Regions from separate parts of the Rattus norvegicus genome. Here region 2 is linked to region 1. The links are chromatin contacts, called in public Hi-C maps. All regions are on one chromosome and are shown on one strand. The core of a region is the stretch at or near the end of the contact, and the rest is flanking DNA. Distances in the headings are between cores, read along the strand shown.

Region 1 (5,282 bases), core at 1,173-3,672:
ACTCTACTGAGGTCAGGCTCCCTCAGGAACTCATGGTAGAGCTGGGCTGAAGGGCTCACAAGAGAGCCCAGAGCAAGAGACATATTAGCAGGGAGGGAAAGAACATAAATTATACTCAACACTCAGTGGCAGAGCCAAATCCTGCTTTACTTTGTTCTAGAGGCTCAACCTACCCCAAGAGCCAGCGACATGGTAAAGAGTCCAGACTCAGAGACTGCCCAGCAGCATCAATCACACCTACTACACTCAAAATCCACCTCTTCCACAGGATGTTGGGAGAATGTCTGACTTCCTCTGGGGCTGAGATGTGCTCTTCCAGGATGGTTCTGCCCATAAGCATACATAGGACTAGCCCCAGTGCCTGCAGAAGCACACTCCCTCCCTCCCTCCCTCCCTCCCTCCCTCCCTCCCTCCCTCCCTCCCTCCCTCTGTAAACTGTGCTGCTCTGGCCTTCCCTGACTCCTCTCCACTATTCTAAGCACTTCCTTTCCTTTCAGTTTTAGTGAATCTTTGATGTTGGATCAGATACTAGGGAAATCCTGCTCTTCTAGGGCACCAAAGCAGCCCTGCTGTGTTTTTTGAATATTTCCTGTTGCTTTTCTGGGGATTCCTCCCTGGTGAGATCCAGGTCATTATATCCAGGTTCTTTCTATAGAACAAAAACCAGGTTCTTATTGCTACTGGTTTTTTGTTCTTATCTAAAGACAGCCTTGCAAACCTGATTTTATCTGTTTTCTATAAAAAGCCATAGAGTTTGGGAAGGGCTAAATAATAATGACAATTTGCTTCTGGAGCTGAGCAGCGGTCATAACATACTCTCTTTGCTAGCATCATTAGGGATCAGAATGTTACCTCTACATCCCACAGCCAAACAAAGCCTTCAGGAAACACCCAGCTGTGCCAACTTAGAGGGTCTCACTCCCACTAACTGGGGGACTTAGTCAATAGATGTATATTTATACAGAGAATGGCTTCCTTTAATGTCCAGAGGTCTCCTTACTCTGTATCTCCTTATAATACTGCCTGAAACAGTTCATTCTAAGAAACACTGCATAATCGTAAGTGGTTTGTGTCTTGTATCCAAAAGGGGCCTTAATCAAGCACAAGACATTTCAGAAGACATGTCGCAGGACCCTGTTATGGAACTGAAGACTTCATGGAAGCCCTGGTATGGATATAGATTTATCTGTCAGGAGAGAGGTAGGAAGGGAGACAAGGAGGGAAGAACAGAGGACAAAAATTAACAAGCTTCCCCAACATATAAAAAAGACACATGCTCCACTATGTTCATAGCAGCCTTATTTATAATAGCCAGAAGCTGGAAAGAACCCAGATGCCCTTCAACAGAGGAATGGATACAGAAAATGTGGTACATCTACACAATGGAATATTACTCAGCTATCAAAAACAATGCCTTTATGAAATTCACAGACAAATGGTTGGAACTGGAAAATATCATCCTGAGTGAGCTAACCCAATCACAGAAAGACATACATGGTATGCACTCATTGATAAATGGCTATTTGCCCAAATGCTTGAATTACCCTAGATGCATAGAACACATGAAACTCAAGACGGATGATCAAAATGTGAATGCTTCACTCCTTCTTTAAAAGGGGAACAAGAATACCCTTGGCAGGGAATAGAGAGGCAAAGATTAAAACAGAGACAGAAGGAACACCCATTCAGAGCCTGCCCCACATGTGGCCCATACATATACAGCCACCCAATTAGACAAGATGGATAAAGCAAAGAAGTGCAGGCCGACAGGAGCCAGATGTAGATCTCTCCTGAGAGACACAGCCAGAATACAGCAAATACAGAGGCGAATGCCAGCAGCAAACCACTGAACTGATAATAGGACCCCCGTTGAAGGAATCAGAGAAAGAACTGGAAGAGCTTGAAGGAGCTCGAGACCCCATATGTACAACAATGCCAAGCAACCAGAGCTTCCAGGGACTAAGCCACTACCCAAGGACTATACATGGACTGACCCTGGACTCTGACCTCATAGGTAGCAATGAATATCCTAGTAAGAGCACCAGTGGAAGGGGAAGCCCTGGGTCCTGCTAAGACTGAACCCCCAGTGAACTAGACTGGTGGGGGGAGGGCGGCAATGGGGGGAGGATGGGGAGGGGAACACCCATAAAGAAGGGGAGGGGGAGGGATTAGGGGGATGTTTGCCCAGAAACCGGGAAAGGTAATAACAATTGAAATGTAAATAAGAAATACTCAAGTTAATAAAGAAAAATAAGCTAGCGTATACCTTTATACCCAACAAAAAAAAAAAAAAAAAAAAAAAAAAAAAAACAAGCTTGTGAAGCACATTTTCCTGAGTTCCTTCCTGCCAAGCCTGATGACTGGTTTCTTCCCCTTCACTGCCCCCCTGTGGTAAAGTGCCGTTAGTGCTTCGGTAGAAAGAGGAAGTAAAGGAGACACAGGGATGAAGGGAGGTCAGGTTCCCAAGAGCAGCTGCCAGCTTTCAAGGAGCTCATGGGGAATCCTGCCCTTGCAGAGCTTCCTGTTCTTTGCTTTGTGGCCCTGTGAGAGGCGGCAACTGCTGCTGCTCCATCTTGACCCTTGCATTCCTCATCAGTTCTGAGCAGCATATCCTAAGATAGATGACACCGTCCACAATGTTAGCAACGGGCCTCAGGAGCCCGCAGGAAGGAAGCAGCCCTGGACACGCCCAAAGGAGGCCCTGTCGTTGTTAGCGATGCACACCAGTCTCCTGTGAGACACAGAACGCCTCAGTGAGCGTCACATCCAAAGGGACATTTGAAAGAACAAAAGAAGACCAGAAATAATTCTGAAGAGGGAATGGAAGCTGGCAAGGGACATTGGGACACTTCTTTCAAGTTTCCTCCTCTGCTAAGAGAAATCTACAAAGACAGGGAATTGCGTTATTTCCGTCTGGTTTGGACATAGTATTCCAAGCAGTTTTTCGCAGTAACTCTGGACTCATAAACACAAGGTTGGAGAGCATAGCGTGTGTCCTGGGTTCTCTCTAGGAGCAAGTTCCTGTATTAGTAGCTCACACTGTCAGGGGAGACCTCTCCTGGAGGGTGCAAATACTTCAGTGTGTCTGGTTTCTGGAGTGAAAAATAATGTCTTGTGCAAATGCACTAATATTCTTCAAAAACTAGGAAGGTATCAGTGCTAGAAAGGTTAACTATTGAGTGCAAACTAGCTTTTGGATGTTGTATTCCTTCTTAATAAAATTTTACTAAAACTACTAGCCTGAAAATAAACCAGATACTACAAATATACCCATGTTTGAAGGCTGACTGAAAGGTGTATGGTTTGGAGCAGGTTGTGTCAGTGGGCAGGTCCCACACCTCTCCAAACACATTCTTAGTCAACACTTTCCTGCTCTGAGATGAGGACTAAGGAGCCTGGGGTGCTCAGATATACCCAGGCTTTGCTCTGTAAGCAGACTGTGGTTTCTGGGGACCCCAGCAGAACCCCACAGCCCTCTACCTTACACTTTGCTCTAGAAACCTAAGGGTCCTGTTGTGATTTATAAAGTGACATCTTGGGGTTCTGGAGGTGACCCAGAATGTGTTCTTGCTCAAACAGAGTTAGGAAGAAAGGCAGCTCTGGGACTGGTGGCCCAAACACACAAGGTGTGGTCGTCTCCCCAGACAACTGCTCTTCAGCAAGCTTGAGATTTCTCCTCAGAGAACAGAGTCCTTTCATGTGGGCAAAGAAAGACTTTATCAGCCTTGATGCTTCTGAAATGCTTCGTGGGAGGGAAAGAGTCAGGCTACAATGGGGCAGAATTTACAACAGTGAAATCACATTTTGGCAAGTTCTCTCAATTCGAGGGGCCTCTGAGCCACTAGAGATGTCTCACAGATAGTCAGTGTTCACCTGCTGGCTGGCCTCCAACGGCAATGAGGCCCAGGGAGGGGAAGTCGGGCAGACTCCTGAATCAAGGTTTGGGTGATATGCATCATGCTCTTGATCACATGTCCAACTAGGTTCTTAGAGGACACGGTTTGGGAACTTTGATGTGTGTGTCTAAAGCCTCATTCGGAGGGAAGTCAGGTGGTGTCTGTCTCACCTGGTGCAGTGGGCAGTGGGGCTGTAACAACTGCCCAGTCACTATCCCGAAGCAGCCTTTGTGCTTAATGCTAAGGTCACTTGTAGTTTATAAGTAGCTCTGCTTGTTCACATGGATGCAGAGAAATCCACTTAACAGCCCCAGGTATACAACTGGAGACTCATCTGTGCTTGAGCCAAGCCTTTTCCAGAATACAGATGGGTCTGTCTGGAGAGAAAAGGGGAAGATGGCAGGAATATGAAGATCGGAAGGACTGACAGAAAAACAAAATGACAGACAGTAAGGGGCCAAGATGGATTTCATGAACGAAGGCAGAATGCAGAGCGCATCATCTTGGGTTTGGGTAATCCATCTCTTTCTGCTCCTTGTATGAAATGAAGCCAATGCCACATCAAAGAAAAAATCTTGCAGTTTAACGATCCTGAAAGCGTATGCCATTTTTAAATCTGTGTGTTCAACACAGAAATGTCTCTTTTTTTTTTAGTCTCAAGAAACACATAACTGCATATCTTCCAATTAAAAGACTCACAGAAAGAAAAAACAAAGCATGTTTTGTTCTACCCCACAGGCTCATGTGTGCAACTGAGACCTGATGCCCATTGCAGGGAGACCTAAATGACACTTGGGATCCCCACCCCCATACCCCACCTTCCTGCCACCCCAGGCTCCTGCACTGTGGGTCAGCACTTCTGTAGGGTGACTTCCACAACTGGCAAGCCTTGGCATTGGGAGCGACTGGGAATCTTGGATTAAAAATGGAGAGGGAGAAAATGTAAGTGTATGCTGGGTGAACACGAAAGGCAAAGGCCGATCGAGTGTGTGTGTAGCTTGTATTGTTATGAGATCTCACTGGGGACTCCTCTCAGCTCCATGACCTTGTTTTCTCTGTTGAATGAGTTCATATGAGACATAAAGTGGGGTATAGAACAGAGGGCAATCAGAGATAATTACAGAGACAAGGGACAAGAGTGGCCAGCGGTCAGAGAGACCACTGTGAAGGGAAAAGTGTGTAGTATGGACGTGGACATTGAACAGGTGTGTTCACGAAGGCTTTATACTATTCTCAAAAGCTTCTGAAAACATATTTTACTATCCAGTCGACTGACAGGCCCATTTGGGTTCACTCTTCAAGGGGAGAGACAGTGGTATGTCTTTGTCTTTTTTATCAGAAAGCCTAATTCCTCCCAGGCCAGAGATGAGACAGAGATCCCATTCT
Region 2 (5,282 bases), core at 2,017-4,516, 210 kb after region 1:
CCTTAATTTTAATCTTCATAAATGATGATGGAAGGTTTTTTTTTTTTAAAAAAACCTCTTCTGTAAGAGTTCTGATGTTATTCTTGGTTTACAAACTGCAAGGTGGTTAAAGAATAGAAATACAAGTCAGAACTATGTATTACCTGCCTGAAGAGAGGAATACTTTTTGTGGTTTTTGCATAAATATGTCTACAGCTTACATGATGCCTTTTATAATAATTATATGTTACACAGTCTATCAGTAAACTCCTTCAAAGAACGTGGATTCCCCAGCAGCAGAGGTTCCCTTACATCTCCTACAAGTTAACCCGCCAAATTCTAGACATTTATTTACATTTTTATAATAAAAACCATTCTGAATATAAACATAGGTTTTCTATCTTAGAACTTTTAACGTTATTTTTCCTCTGTAGTAAAAGTGGGATGGGAAGGTGTACAGTTACTTGAGCCTGAGATGTTTCAGATGCTTAATATCCAAGAGTGAAAAGCTTGATTTGTGGGTGGGGAACTGCAGCTCATGACTGAGAAGTTAGAAAAGCTTCTCAGATCACTCCCTCATCCTTCACACTACCCCTTTACCATGGTGCCTGAGTGCCTCATTATCCACTTCCAGCTATCTGCCCTTCTCTTCTCCCCTCAGCCTTGCTTGAGTAGCTCTTCCCTGCTAAGGACCACGGGCTTTCCATTTTTGGAGGTCAGCTTGCTTCGCAAAGATGCTGGTCCTTAAGGAAGTTGATTTGAACCAACATGCGCCATGGCTATGGGATCAGACCCTTCTTACCCCACCTTTTCTAAATCAATCTGTTTTATGTGAGGCATAAGTACATAAACCAAAATACACAAATCCTAAGTGTTCATTTCAAGAATTCTGACCTCTGCATGCACCCATAACCAACGCCTGCATTAAAACCACAGGGCATTCCTGTAATGCAGTAGAGTGGTCTTGTGTGCTCCTGCCCAGGCAGTCCTCCAATTGTTAAAACACTGGTTTCTAAAATCACATTATTTGACTGTTGGGTGTTGGAGGATTCATCTGTTGCCACTACTTCAACTGAAATATGAGGTTACCCAGTTCTGGGCGCACTTTTAACTTTTCCTCTCCAGCTGTTATGCCAGCCTGTCAGTTCTGTGTCTAAACTGAATCCAATGACCAGACTAGCTTTGTCTAGAGGCCTGCCCATTCCTCACACCAGTTTTTGAAATCTTAGACCCCGATTCTATTAGGAACTTTTCTTTTTTTTTCCTTTAGCAATGTGGCTTCCCTTCCATTCCCTTCCCCATCACCACAGTAGGAGCTCCTAGAAGCCCAGCCTCTTCAACAGTCTCTCCTGACCATTGCTCATGTGCGACTATGATGTGAGCTTAAGACCATATGATGTCGGTGTGACTTACTACAGCATACCACGCATCACCAGATGGCATCTACTAACTAGCTTTCTATTCCTATTGAATTTGTCAATCTCCCACCAGAAGCAGGGCTATTTCACTAAGCACAGCAAATTATGTGACTCCAGGCATGGTAATTCTCTCTGTAATCCTGGAAGCAAGGCAGGAGGGTCATGGGTTTGTAGCCAGCTTGAGCTATCTATAACATTTACCTATATTGAGACCCCCTCGGCCAAGAAAGCATTCTATGTAGGGCTAAGTGTACTCTAAGCCTAATATCTGAGTTGTGTAACAAAACAGTAGTAAAGAAATAGTGACCTTCATGTGCAAATGTGCTTTAACAGCCACTACTAACTCATTGCAAACATTTAATCTCCTTGGAGAGACAGACATCTAAATTAGGCTTTCTTCTCAGATTAGCTCCTCTTTCCAGGGACTGCCAACTAGTTTGGTTTGATTCCACCACAACAGAACTATTGGAAGCTCCTAGAGCAGTGTGAAGAAAGCACAGAGCAGAGCCAGAGGAAGGTATCCATTGTCTGTGGCCCTGGGCACCATCACCTTTCAACAGGGATGAACACGTACTTTCCAGTTAGTAGGATGAAATACATTCCTACTTGTTAGATTCTTAAAACAATGTGTAGTACTTGATAACAACAGTGAAATGTTTTATGAAAGAGGTTTCATTCAGGGTGTCTTTGATCACAGTTATCCAGTATCTAGAGCTGGCTAGCATTATTCACCTAAGAAGTCTTTCCAGTTGTCATTTGATTAATGAATGCCTAATAGAGTCGTGCCAGTCTTGGACTTGAACCCTGGACATGCTTCTAGACCCAATATACTTTCTGGATTGGTGCTCAGATTATCATCGGCCACTGGGAAACCCTATGTTCAACAAATACCTGTGCTCATCCATATGCGTGTACATGTCAGAGGATGAATAGATTCGAGTCTCCTACTGGCGATGTTGTTGAAGTCTTATAAGCAGGAGAGGTGATGTGAAGTAGATTGGTTTGAAGCACAAACAGCATTAGAGAAGCTAACTTGCCATATTTATTCACAGAATAAAGATCATTTGTGGATTCCTGGTTCTTTTCCATTACTAAATTTCCATGCTACGCCTTCAGTTTGAAAAACAGACTGCTCTAAACAAATCAGACACTTATCCCAAAGTGAGGGCTCCTTCACTCAAGTTTCCTTTCAGATAACTGGGCTCACCGTTCAAAGCCAGAGATATGTTGCTAATGAAAACTGCAAAGATCTGCGGGTAGAAACAAGCACTGTTCTTGACTTGCCTTCCTACCCGTCCGGATTAGGAGACAGTTTTGCCTGGCAAAGCGTATGGCAGAATCTAAGCACCAGCAAAACTAAGGCTGCAAGGTAGGACACAGTGAGATTGTCAGTGTTTACTAAGAGTTAAACGAGTGGCTGACACCGTGCTAGGCGCTGCGAACCCCGCGTCAATCTCAAGGGCAAATATCCAGGGTGAATATCCAGGATTTGGACCCGGACATGGCTGAGGGCACTTCCAGGTCACAGCTAGAGGACCGCTGTGTGTCATTTCAGCTTTCACCTCAGAGCCCACACGCTCCGCCCTGGTTTCCGGGGCCCGAGACCGCACTTGCCCTGCAAGAGCCTCCGGAAGGCGGCGGCATCCAGCCGGTGCAGGGTGCGGTGCCGCGACAAGTGCACCGAGATGCCCCCAAATCTGTCCAGCTCGCCTTGTAGCTCGCCCCCGCAGGAGCCCGTGATCTCCAGGCCGCTCGAGGCAGTGCGCCGCCTAGCCCGGAGTCCGACTCCGCCCACGTCGAGCAAAGCCGAGAACAACCATCGCGCTCTGCTCGCCCACCACATTGTTGCACCTTGCCTTTCAGACGCTCGACTCCTCCCAGTTCGCACATTCCCGCCCCGCCCACATCGTCTGACGTGGCCTTGTCTCACCCCGCCCCGCCCCTTCCCGCCCCACTCTCGGGACCCCGTGCAACCTCACCTCTTTCCGGCGATCGCCCCGCCCTATCTCGTCGCGAACAACCTCAGGGGTCTTCCGGAGCTCGCTCCGCCCCTTTTCGCTGGGAGGAGGGCTGACCGTAAACTCTCGAAGAGTGTCGCCATTCACTAAGTTTGAGCTGGAATTTCCATTTGACAGTTTAGTGGAGCTGACTGACCTCCACGGGTCTGGGACAGAGAGGAGAAACTTTTCGACTTTTTTTTTTTTTTGTTGCTGTTGTTACTTTAATCCGACCCATATTTGCTTCGAGAGTAGGCAAAGCAGCGGAACAGCCGAAGTTCACTTTCCAAGGGCTCATAACGTAAACGGCGGTTCCTATGCCTAGGCGGTCTTTCTTTACGCAACGGTGTTTTGCGAGACCCTCGCTAATCACCTCAGCCTCGCCGGCTGCGCTGTACGTGGGGCATTACGGCGGTGCGCCGAGCCGCTGACCTCTGACCCGGAAGTTTTATCCCCGTGCCGCGCACGTTGAGCCGGCTTTGGGCTGCTTTTCTCCGACAGCCTGCGGTCATGTCTTCCAAGAAGAACAGAAAGCGACAGAAAGAGGGCGCGGAGGGGACCTCGCCCTCGCTCTCTGCGGCTTCGTCTCGCTCGGGGACCTCGACTCCTCTCGCTCAGCCGAACGTGGCGGCGCCGGGGATGTTGGTGGTGACCAACTTTCTTGAGAAAGGTGAGGAAAGCGCGGGTAGCGCTTTTGGCTGAGGCGCCTGAGGGGAGGGCTGCGTGCGGAGGTGGGCGTGACACCGGAGCCCGCGGACTGCTTAGCTGCCAGGCCTGAGCTGCCCGATGTTCAGAATTTTCCTTTTACTATTTATTATTTCTTACTTACTTTGGGAGTACTGAAGATTGAGCCCGGGGCCTTGCGTACGCCACGCATGACCACATTCGAGATGGCCTTGACTCCTTTGAAGACTTAGTGTCTAGTCAGCACTACAAAAACGGTCCTTACCTAGTAGGACATAGCTTGCGCTTAAAAGCTAATTTTTGATGGTGAATCCGTACTGCCTAACAGACAGCGTTGTGGCTTCAGGAACGTGTTTAGTTATTGCTGTTGACTGGTGCTGGTAGTGAGTTATCCCGTCATGCGCATGGCCCATCTAGTTTTCGCACAAATAGTGACAAATGAGTAAATAATGGTACCCAGTTCGTAGAATAGAAAAAGCTAACGGAGTTCCAAACTGTCTAAGTTACACAGATGGCAGAGTCCATCTTTGAGTTCAGATTTATTTGATTCCAGAGCCATTGTCTTAGATGACAGACTTCACATCTAAAAAGTCATTTACTTGGCAAACCTTTTAGCTTGTTTGATGTGTAGTTGTTCAGAAAAATGGAGCAGACGAACTAGGGACATGGTTTTTATGTCCAGTAAGACTTTCAAGACTGTCTTAGCGTTAGCATAGCGTTTTTAATGTGCCTTAGCAATCAGGACAGCTTGTTTTGTTCTGTAGACCCAACATCTTTTCAAGTAGTTACTTCCCACTGTCATTTACACATGTCAGCTGTCAGCTGTTTTAAACCACTGGAAACGTTCCACAGTGTCTTCCTGCCACCACCCTCTCTCTACACCTTTTAACTGTCCACTCAGTAAGTGGAGTGCTGTCTATCTATTTGTCAGTCACATACCCTTTGTATGTGACTTCCACGCCATGTCTCTTGGGCACTGCTTTGTAATGGTCACAGTCTCTGTGTTGTCAGATCCAGTGGATAGTTTTCATTACTTGCCTTTCGACTCTGTAGCCTTTGACGTTGTTGATCTTTTCTTCCACAAAATATCTTGCTACTTATTTTATTTACCATTACATTTTTCTGATGTTTCTTCATGTTCATTGGCAGTTATTTTCTCTGTAAGTTTACTGTTTTCCATCTGATTCTGACATATTGAAGTTTC

Evidence for each region. Hi-C and Micro-C count contacts between places; a contact is called where the count stands out from the background.
Region 2: a Hi-C map of mammary epithelial cells shows a contact between it and region 1, with 4 times the contacts expected there. The contact joins the promoter of Nudt6 here to the enhancer-like site in region 1. A contact is called at or near these places in 3 of 12 Hi-C or Micro-C datasets (Schwann cells, mammary epithelial cells and prefrontal cortex).

What each region holds. Positions count from the first base shown.
Region 1 is chr2:122,024,264-122,029,545 of GRCr8, forward strand. No RefSeq gene overlaps it. Among named protein-coding and RNA genes, the nearest start is that of Il21, 28 kb to the right of the region's middle. Within about 2 kb of position 2,423, at least 13 of the 93 cell types and tissues checked have an H3K27ac peak or open chromatin away from gene starts, as enhancers often do.
Region 2 is chr2:122,231,033-122,236,314 of GRCr8, forward strand. It overlaps Nudt6 (nudix hydrolase 6), which reads right to left and starts at 3,267. Exons shown (of 5, transcript NM_181363.3): 1 at 3,012-3,267. The coding sequence starts at 3,240. Afg2a (AFG2 AAA ATPase homolog A) reads left to right here and starts at 3,851. Exons shown (of 16, transcript NM_001415082.1): 1 at 3,851-4,064. The coding sequence starts at 3,905.